Linked DNA regions of Mus musculus: region 2 is linked to region 1. The links are chromatin contacts, called in public HiChIP or PLAC-seq maps. All regions are on one chromosome and are shown on one strand. The core of a region is the stretch at or near the end of the contact, and the rest is flanking DNA. Distances in the headings are between cores, read along the strand shown. Region 1 has its middle 37 kb from the start of Gm40876. Region 2 has its middle 150 kb from the start of Mylk4.

Region 1 (5,223 bases), core at 845-3,344:
GGAAGGCCCTGACAGAGTCCTTTGTCATGACTCTGCCCATCTTTAATCACCTCGACAAGTTCACTAGCTTCTCTTAACCATGCCTTCTCCAAGTCTAACATAGAGTAGGTGCAATATACATTGCAAAAATAGTGGACAATGTTGCTTAGATACCTCATTTCATACGACCATCCAGAAAAGTGTTAAGGGAATCGGTTGGTGCAGACCTGTTAAGAACAATATCTTCTCCATAAGAACATTACGCAGGGACAGCTGTAGTATCAGATTATTAAGATCAGTAGTGGAAAAAATAGATCTGAGGTCCAGCTTGAGAAGTGCTACCTAAATTGATCTATTTTAATACAGAGTAACAACCTTGAAAAGACCCATAGTAACTATGATGGTTAGAATAGGTATGGCCCCATAGACTCCTGTATTTGAATGCTTGGCCCATATGGAGTGGCACTATTAGGAGGTGTGGCCTTGTTGGAGTAGGTGTGACTGTGTTGGAGGAAGTATGTCACTGTGGGGGTGAGCTTTAAGGTCTCCTCTGCTCAAGCTCTGCACAGTGTGGCACATGGATTCCTTCTGTTGCCTGTGGATCAAGATATAGAACTCTTACCTCCTTCCCCAGCACCATGTCTGCCCGCATACTGCCATGCTTCCTGCCATGGTGATAATGGACTAAACCTCTGAAACTGTAAGCCACTCTCAATTAAATATTTTCCTTTATAAAAGTTGCCTATGGTCATATTGTCTCTTCACAGCAATGAAACACAAAACAAGACAGTAACTTACCTGTTTAGTAGTTGTTTTATGGTTTAGACGTGAAATGTTACCCGCAGGCTCCTGTGTTTGAGTACTTCATGATTAGTTAGTTGATGGTGCTGGTTTTGGGACATTGCAGACCCTTTTGCTTCTGGGCCTGTGTGGCATAAATACATCTGTTAGGGTTATACTTGGGGGTTGTAAGCCAGCTCTGCCTCTGGCCTAAATTCTTGCTTACTGATTCAAGCTCATGTTCCTACTGTCACAGACAGGCCTTCCCTACCATGGTGAACTGACTGTGTGTCCTTTTAAACCCTGAACCAGAATACATTTCTCCCTTAAGTTGTTTCTTACCAGGTATTTGGCAGAGCAACAACAACAACAACAACAAAAAAAGGGTAACAAATTCAGACCTTCGTTCAGAATTGATGATTTTGTCCTTTTCATTACACCACAGATGTGTAGTAGAACACACATTGTACTTTAGAAACATACGTGCTTATTATGTGTTTGTTAAAAAAGAGAATAGCCAGGTACTTATACTTCCAGCTGCTTATCAGGCTGAGGCAGGGCATTCACTTGAGCTCTGGAGTTTGATAGCAGCCTGGAGTATATAGGATAACACTGTCACAAGACCAAACAAGGGGGTTGGTAGTTAAAGACAGACAGACAGACAGACAGACAGACAGACAGACAGACAGAAACAGACAGACAGAAAGACAGAGAGAATTTCTGGTCTCATTTCCCCAAGACTGAAAGTTATCCATATGTAAATTGTGAAACACAATGAGAAGCTCTCTTGACCAAGCAAAGCCTTCCTGACACCTTGGAAAGCCCTGTGCCAGCATCCGTCTTCTCCATGTGACAGAGTGACCTGGAGGCAGGAGAAGATTCACCTAGTCAGTGCACTCAAAGTACTCAGATCAGTACCAGGCCCAGAGTAAGTGCTCAATAAATATGCATATGGTCACTGGGTTGTTGTTGTTGTTGTTGTTGTTGTTGTTGTTGTTGCTAATTGCTAAGGTTAACCATTTGAGGCTTCTTTGAAACACTGACTAGGGTATGTGTTCAGAACAACTCTTCTTGGTGGCAAATATTTTTTGAATTAACAAATGAACTGGCTGCCCCTGGGGCATGCTATTTTTACTGTTTTTAAAAATGGCCTTGCACACTGTTCTGTGGGTGGGTGGGCAGCTGTTTACAATTACAGCCATACATGTGGTCTTCAGGTACGCCAAGGTTGGGGAGTCTGGCTTCAAGCAGTTCACTGCTGCATCCTGCTACAGGCCAAACCACACCAAATGGAAATGTACTAAAAGAGATGGGCAGAGTGAAGGGCTCTCTGAAAAACAGAAAAGTGAGTCATGCTCATAAAATACTGTTGCCATGGAAACTCTTTACACACACTGGCCCTTGGGGTGGGGAAAGATTTCCGTGAACTAGTTTTTGGCCTTTGTCAAAAAGGTCGGTATTCTCACAATGGCTTCTCACTTCTTTACTGGTTGGACCAGAAGACTATTTGGTGGTGAAAGACCTTCTCCATTCAGAGGTTGCATGAAGAAACCCTCCTTGTTTGACAGTTGTAAACTCTAAAGCCTGTGTCTAGCAGTCCGGTGGCCAGCAGCTATTGCTGAATGTAAGGGGTGGTTTAGATTTCCATTTTCTTTATTTTAGGATCATGAGGCATATGAATTACACAAAAGATTTCAGGCATTCTTCTTGTCAGTGCAAAGGTCTCCAGGGCCTGAAACCTGGCTGTCCCCGTGTGTGTGTGTGTATGTGTGTGTGTGTGTGTGTGTGTGTGTGTGTGTGTTGTATGTATGGATTGGGTATTTGGGGTATTATATTGTGGCTTGTGATGCATGTGGCTGGATGTGTGTGCTGAGGGATAGGAGTGTTGGGTATATGTGGCATGACATGTATGTATATTGGTTGTATATGAGTTGAGTTTATCTGTTTTCAGAGTGTATTGCTTGGCTTATAGTGAGAATGAAGAGCTGTGTGTGTGTGTGTGTGTGTGTGTGTGTGTGTGTGTGTGTCCAAGATCCTAGCTAGATAGGAAGGATTGCTATCCCCAACCAGCAAATCCTTCTATTTCCTTCTACAATCACTGTCTGAGTCAAAATGTTACACTTATACACACCTAAGAGAAGGCCAGCCACCCAGCTAATGGCCCATATCTGAAGGACAATAATGTACATATGTCAACTGGATGTTGCCAACTATGGTGCCTGAGCTTTCCATGACTGTGACTGTAACATTCATGTTTCTACTACTTCTTTCCATCTTGTTCATGTTCATCACCTAAGGACCCAGGAGAAAATGTTCAGAAAAGGAGGCGAGTGTTAGGGTTTGGATCTGCAATGTCCTCTCTGAGCTTCTGTTCATCTTTTTCTAGAAAGAGGTGTTGTTTTGGGAGAGTGGGGCCTTTTGGAAGCTGGGCTTATGTGTGAGACTTTAAAAGTTTATAACTTAGCCAGACTCCAGCCGCTCTCTTTCCCCCATAATGTGAATAGATGCAGTTCCATGCTCCCATGCCTGCTGTTCCCAAACCCTGAACTCCACTATGTTCTCCCCACCATGATGGGCTGAATACGCTGACGTCAAACCTCCCTACCTGACGTCTTTCCTGACAGGTACTTTTGTCGCCATGATGTAAGGGGAACCCCTCAAGGAAAGGAGGGATATCAGGTAGAAAGGGAAGCAGCGATGAGGCAGGAGACAGGGGCGAGGAGAGGGCTAAGCAGGCATTTCTTGGCTGCCATTATGCATCTGGCACGTGCTGCCAAGGACCCACACCCTCCACCCTCCCGGAAACAGAGAACAATTGCCCGAGTGTACCTCAGGATACGTGAATGAACGGTTCCAGAACTGTCACCGCCCCCTCACTCACACGTTCTCACCTGTGACATGCTGGCTGGCTCAGGTTTTCAAGTTCAAAGCCAGCTTTGTATACCTATTCCCTCGTGGGGCGTGTTGAATGTTCCCCACATGCACACTTCTGCATAATTGTTGCATGTTCTTAGGCTTAATGAGAATAACATGATATTCATGGAAGGAAGCGCCAGGTGTTCTGGAACAGTGGTCTCTCAGATACGCATGTGGAGGAGGCAGAAACACAATCACCAGATGCAGTCCTCCAGACCTGCACCCAAACCTTCCTCTAACCTATTTAACCCCCCCCCATAACCTATTTTCCTTGGGATGAGCCAAATCAAGTGATTATTATTGCCAAACAGCCCGATGGTGTAAATAACAGTAGCAGGCAACTGGGAGACTTTAGCAGTTCAGCTGCTTTTCCCATAAAAAGCCGCACTAAATAAACTTCTAACCTGTGTTCCATTTGTCTAAGGGTTGTGAACTTGTTCAAAAGACTCATTCACAAATTGCTTCAAGTACCAGGATCTTAGTGATTGTCTGCTGCAAACACCTCAGGCCCCAGTTCATGAAGTGACCTGTCTGGGGCCTCGTGTGTTACTGAGAACTGACTTGAAACAGAATTGTGTCTTCTGCACCCAGCTTCCCCAGAACCTATCCAGAATGAGAATACCGAGGGGCTAAATGCCAGCTGGCTCAGGATTGTCTTTTTGTAGGAAGGCGTTTAACACTGACTAATGAGCGAATTCGAAGTGGACCCGTTTGCAAACACCTACTCCCAACACATCCTTGTGCCAATTCTGGGAAAGAGGCTTCTTGGTTTGTCTTGAGCAAAGATGCCCAAGGCTGCTAACCAATGTTTGCCCAAGAGGGACTTATTCATAATGCATTGCCTTGAAAATAAACCCTCTTCAGAATAGCATACTCTTTTCCACGTCTATCTGAGGCCATCCGCGTCTAACTGGGATTGACGCATAAAAGAGAGGAAGCATCATTAGGGGACATTCTGGAATCTGACGTTAGGTGGTTTGAAACTCCTGTGGAATCCATGTGTATGAGTTTGCTTTGCCCAGAAATGAGAGCAAAGGCTCCTTCTTTGGGGGTAAGGTGAAATAGGCCAATCTATCACACACTTTCAGCCAAAGAATGTTTGGTTGCTGCCGACTGCCTTGTCTACTCTGTTACTTTTTGAGATTGTGTGGGAACAAACTGGATGGGAAAATGACTTCTTCCTATCCTCACCGAAAAGGTGTCATAGAATTGAGTGTCACTGTACCACAAGCAAGGACAATGGAGAGATGATAATCCAGACAATTCAACCTGAACCCAAGGCTGAAATGAAGTTTGCAGGTCACTCACATGTTTATGGCCAAAATATCTGTAGTCTTTCCTTTTTTTCTCATCACCAGAGGTTTTGGTAATGTGCTTGAACACTGGACCTTGCCTGGAAATCCCTCCCACCCTCATGCTAACAGTCACAACTCAGATTCAATGAGCAACTTGAAACAGGAATTATTCTGGCTGACATTCTGAGGGGCACAGTTAGTCGTGGCCGGGAAGCCACAGAGGCAGAGGCGTGGGGCTCTTGCTCTCGTCTTC
Region 2 (5,729 bases), core at 2,581-5,080, 200 kb before region 1:
TTTCAATTTTGTTTTAAGGCACAACATGATAAAAGAGCCTCTCAGTGTTTTGGTTCACTTTTCCTGTCCTTAATTCCCTTTTATTGGTTTCTCCTTCAGCTTTATACCTTTAGTTTAGTTTCGTTTGATGAAAAGTCATTTTGGAATTATAGATCAGAAATGGGAGAGATTCTTTATGTGTTTTCTTCCTGGACCCAATAAAATCATGAGACAGCTGTTGCCAAGTGCTGTGGTTTGGGGTCTTTTCTGCCATCTTTAATCCTGTCTCGTGTGGGGTCTGAAATCATGAAGCTAGGGGCTGTCTTTACTCTGTAAGTTTTCCTGTCTCCTATTTTATAAATTTCATGAAATAAAATCACATTTTTCCTATCCTTAATTGACACATTTGATTAAATAACTGTGATTCTTCACTCCCATTCTGGGTAGGTTAATTCATCCTCTATTTCTTAGGGCTCTTGTTCATCATTATAGATAATGAGACACCCCTTTCTTCTCCTTCCTCCCTCCTTCATGTACATGGGTGATCAGATGTTTATAATTTGTAACTACTTACTCTGACTCCCAATATTTCCCAGAAGTATCCTGTTCTCTCTCTCTCTCTCTCTCTCTCTCTCTCTCTCTCTCTCTCTGTGTGTGTGTGTGTGTGTGTGTGTGCGTGTGTGTGTCAGAGAAAGAGAGAGAGAGAGAGAGAGAGAGAGAGAGAGAGAGAGAGAGAGAGAGAGAGAGAGAGAATTAAGAAGTACCAGTGACAACTGAGGAATATCGAATGACCAAGAAGTACTAAAGAAAATTTCAACATCCTTAATCATCAGGGAAATGCAAATCAAAACAACCTTGAGATTCCACCTCACACCAGTCAGAATGGCTAAACTCAAGCAGATTCTGGCAAGGATGTGGAGAAGGAGGAACACTTCTCCATTGCTGGTGGGATTGCAAGCTGGTACAACTACTCTGGAAATCAGTCTGGTAGTTCCTCAGAAAATTGGACATAGTACTACCTGAGGACCCACCTATACCACTCCTGGGCATATACTCAGAAGATGCTCCAACATATAACAAGGACTCATGCTCCACTATGTTCATAGAAGCCTTGTTTATAATAGCCAGAAGATGGAAAGAACCCATATGTCCTTCAACAGGAATGGATACAGAAAATGTGATATATTTACACAATGGAGTACTACTCAGCTATTAAAGACAATGACTTCATGAAATTCTTAGGCAAATGGATGGAACTAGAAAATATCATCTTGAGTGAGTTAACCCAATCACAAAAGAACACACATGTTATGCACTCACTGATAAATGGATATTAGCCCAAAAGCTTGGAATAACTAAGATAAAATTCACAGACCACATGAAGCTCAAGAAAAAGGAAGACCAAAGTGTGGGTCCTTCGGTTTTTCTTAGAAGGGGGAACAAAATACTCATGGGAGGAAATATGGAGAGAAAATGTGGAGCAGAAACTTAAGGAAAGGCCATCCAGAGGCTGCCCCACCTCAGGATCAATCCCATATATAGTCACCAAACCCAGACACTATTGTGGATGCCAAGAAGTGCTTGCTGATAGGAGCTTGATATAGCTGTCTCCTGAGAGGCTCTGCCAGAGACTTACAAATACAGAGACAGATGCTCGCAGCCAACCATTGGACTGGGCACAGGGTCCCCATGGAGGAGTTGGAGAAAGGAATGAAGGAGCTGAAGGGGTTTGCAACCTGTATTAGTCAGGGTTTCTATTCCTGCACAAAACATCATGACCAAGAAGCAAGTTGGGGAGGAAAGGGTTTATTCAGCTTACACTTCCCACATTGCTGTTCATCACCAAGGAGGTCAGGACTGGAACTCAAGCAGGTCAGGATACAGGAGCTGATGCAGAAGCCATGGAGGGATGTTTCTCACTAGCTTGCTTCCTCTACCTTGCTCAGCTTGCTTTCTTATAGAACCCAAGACTATAAACCCAGGGATGGCACCACCCACAATAGGACCTCCCCCCTTGATCACTAACTGAGAAAATGCCTTACAGCTGGATCTCATGAAGGCATTTCCTCAACTGAAGCCCCTTTCTCTGTGATAACTCCATCTTGTGTCAAGTTGACATGCAAAACCAGCCAGTGCACAACCCTATAGAAAGAACAACAATATCAACCAACCAGATACACCCCCCCCCCACACACACAGAGCTCCCAGGGACTAAACTACCAATCAAAAGTACATGAGGAGGGACCCAGGGCTCCAGCCACATTTGTAACAGAGAATGGCCTTGTCAGGCACCAATGGGAGGAGAGGCCTTTGGTCCTGTGAAGGCTCAATGCTCCACTATAGGGGAATGCCACGGTGGGGAGGCAGGAGTGGGTGGGTGAGTGGGTGGGTGGGTGTGGGAACACCCTCATAGAAGCAGAAGGAGGAGATAGGGGGTTTCCAGGAAAGGGGACCAGAAAAGGGGATAACATTTGAAATGTAAATAAAGAAAATATCCATTTTTTTAAAAGTAGGTACCAGCCAAAATAAGACACAATAGAAAGATATCTCTATTTATTTTTCCTTCAAGAACATAAAATTTAGTGGGGTAGACAAGATGGCCACATTAAAGAAATCAAATAAGAACTAAAAATTAAAATGAAAGAATAAGAAAAATTATAACACTAGTGATGAGTATTTGTTGAACATTAACAGCTAGTTGCCAGACACTGTCTTGAGCACATTGTGTATAAGAGTCAAGAAATACTTCTTTTTTTTTTTTTTTAAGTTAAGAACTTCGTAGGTTAGATGGTGAAGGCTCTGAAATTGTAAATAATTTTACCCAAATTGCACAGTCCCTGCGGATTGATAGCAGCTGGTTCTGGGATCCGAGCTTGTAAATGCAGCCAGCTTGTGGCTGTAGTTTTGATAGGTACAGGGGAGAATAACTAATAATGGCCTATCCAGGCTGTGAAAAATAATCAGAAAGCAGAGATACCAAGTCAGGGCATTTCTGGACACAGGAGAAAGATAGGGCATACAAGTTATGAAGAGGAGCACATGCCAGGAACAAGTTCATAGGGTCTAGGCACAGGAACTTGCCAAGGCAGATTGCAGGACCCAAGTTCTCTGGCTTATCAAAGACTAGGGTCCCACAGACCTGGGCAGGTACAGTTCTGGATGCGATTGGTGCCTACGCGTGAATATGAGAAATCTCCCAGTTTACTACATTTTTTTTTCTTTCTGAAATTCCTTTTCTTTTACACCAACTTTATTTTTAGTCATGTTTCTGAGCAATAGCTTTGAGATCATGACTCAGAAGTCAAAAGAGACATCAGGGGATTGATGATCACCAAGAGGACTAGACACAGATTCAACTGGAAGAAGGGGAAAAGTCAAAGGCTTTGCCCCGAGTGTCTGGAAGTATGGTCCTGCTGGCAGAATTAGGGGGGAAAAAAGACAATTTGGAGGAAGATGATCTCATTCTTAAATAATTTAAGTCTATGGGACACCAAGAAAGTCAGGGGGAACCATCCAGACAAGCTGGTGATACGGTGAGCGGTTAATACTGAAGACATAGATGTGTTATTTTCTTCCTATTTCCAAGAAGCTCTGTACTAGCCCTCCTACACTCTCTCACTTTATGTATAGCTACCAGATTTTTCTAGAAACTTCCAGACACTTGTAGTCTTGCCTCTACATCTTTCTCCATCAGAAGCCTGGCAACATTTCCCCTCCTGGGAGATCAGTCCTGATTCCTGGCCAAACCATCTATCTCCTCAGCAGCCACAGACTCCCTTGGTGCTCTGGGAGTATGGCTCATTATCAGTGGTCTGCTGAAACCCTGATATCTTCATAGAGTGAACTCTGACTTCAGTGAGTCTGTGATGATGCACTATCCCAGCAGGGCTGACTGCCAAAATCAGGGCAGACACATACAGCAACAGTTTTCCTTCACAGATAATATCATGTGTGTGCTGACTGGAAATGTGTATCCTGTCAGGACCAGTGAACTCACTTTGAAAACACAGCCACAATGTGTGACTATGGAGGCCTGTGCTAGCCAGAGGTTAGGACCCAGGCCCAGTGGCAATGGGAGCTGCAAATGCACTGACTGAAATATGGACCCTGTCAGCAACACTTCATCCCCTCAGCCTGCATTCCTTTGAGGCCAGGAAGACTCCATGAAAGTCTTTTAGTGCTGAGACTATACTTCCTCTGTTCCAGAGTCTTCTACCAACCTCTCCAGTGCTGGGAAGGCTTGGATTACAGCTCTGGACGTGGCTTAGGAAAATATGGTGTTTAATAAAAAATTCTGAGAGCCAATTGTTTTCAGCTAGGTTCCTGCACCGGACCCAGCAGGCAAGAACTAACCAAAATGGAGTCTCTCTTGTTAAATGCCATGTAACTGAACTGTAATGTAAAGGAAGCAGATGGATCTGTTTTAACTCAGTGAAAAAGTAGCCCCAAATAACCTGGTGTTATGCACTAGCAGGCTCTTTCTAGTGTCTGTTTGCAAATCTCCAATCACAAAAGCCATTATTTGGCCTTTGCACTCGGACGTTTGCCAATTGTTTTTGTTTGTTTGTTTGTTTGTTTTTTGTTTGTTTGTTTTAAATAGAAGCATCCATGATTCATAAGTATAAAATTAAAACAACAACTAGGTTTACAAAATAAGTTTGTTATGAGTTGTTGCTTTTTGGTATTTGTTTGTTTGTTTGTTACTTTTGACAATGTATAGGTGGTGTGAGGCAACCTGGAGTTGGAGATGAAGGGGAAATAACCCTTTGGGTAGACTCATGGAGGCAACATGGTTCTCAAAGTAACATGTCTCTAAGCACCAGGGCCTCTGAGGCTCTGGAAGCACATCCAGAGGTCATCTGCTGCAGATCTCTCTGTCCTCATCCAGAACGCATTTCAAACACAGAAAAGGTTTGTGTCCTGTCTTAAGGAGAGCAAAAGAGAGTTAGGCCTTCTCTGGAGTCATTTTTCTACCCCTTTTATAAATCCCTTTATAAGAATATGGAATTGGGGCTAATTATCTCCTATAGGCAGTAGTTCATTGATGAAGTAGCCATGCCTATCTCCTCTCTTCACAATTCTGTGCCTGCTCCCTGCCAGGCTAATTATAAATGGCAAATACTCTTCATTATAAATTCTTATTAAGCCTTATTTCAGAAGGTGATCCAAGAATAGCCGATGACTTCTCTTCAAGAGGCAGCTCTGGCTTTAAGCAAGCAAAAATGTGTTGTTCACATGAACCTCCCCATTGCTTCTCTTCTTGCCTGTCACAATATTAAAGAGGTGATCTTCAAAGCTCAAGATCTCAAATTACATAATTCCTTTAACAAAATGGGCCTTTAGTGAGCCTTAATCAAAGCAGACTGCACACTTGATAATGTTCAGAGCTGGCCATGGTAGTGGAGGTCTTTGAAATCTAATAAACTGCACATTGGAACTTTCTAGAAACTTGCTAGGCAATGTGAATAAAAAAAATTAAGTAGTACATCCATTGTAACCTTGTAAGAATCTATCCTGAATTCCTTCCACTTGCTCACTAGCCTCCCCACCCTCATTGAAGAACCATGCTTTACAAGGTCATGATGTCCTCTGTCTTTTGCAACCTGCCTGTGGCTTTCCCCAGTCTACGAAGAGTCCATTATTGACCTGTTAGATCCTGCTAGAATCAACTTGTTATCTTCTACATCAAACCAATTACAGCCCATTAGACTAAACCAATGACCTTCCAGAATCAATCAGGGATGAACTAC

What was found. HiChIP or PLAC-seq counts read pairs in DNA pulled down with a chosen protein or histone mark.
Region 2: a CTCF HiChIP or PLAC-seq map of the NIH/3T3 cell line shows a contact between it and region 1, with 9 read pairs. The contact joins two enhancer-like sites. A contact is called at or near these places in 1 of 15 datasets of contacts at CTCF or cohesin (the NIH/3T3 cell line), 3 of 484 Hi-C or Micro-C datasets (the AML12 cell line, the CH12 cell line and uterus) and 2 of 115 datasets of contacts at active chromatin or transcription factors (bone marrow-derived macrophages and large pre-B cells).

The regions. Positions count from the first base shown.
Region 1 is chr13:32,425,537-32,430,759 of GRCm38.p6, reverse strand. No RefSeq gene overlaps it. Among named protein-coding and RNA genes, the nearest start is that of Gm40876, 37 kb to the left of the region's middle. Within about 2 kb of position 2,094, at least 55 of the 459 cell types and tissues checked have an H3K27ac peak or open chromatin away from gene starts, as enhancers often do. A contact at or near this core is called in the NIH/3T3 cell line, where this site is marked.
Region 2 is chr13:32,628,607-32,634,335 of GRCm38.p6, reverse strand. No RefSeq gene overlaps it. Among named protein-coding and RNA genes, the nearest start is that of Mylk4, 150 kb to the left of the region's middle. Within about 2 kb of position 3,830, at least 26 of the 459 cell types and tissues checked have an H3K27ac peak or open chromatin away from gene starts, as enhancers often do. A contact at or near this core is called in the NIH/3T3 cell line, where this site is marked.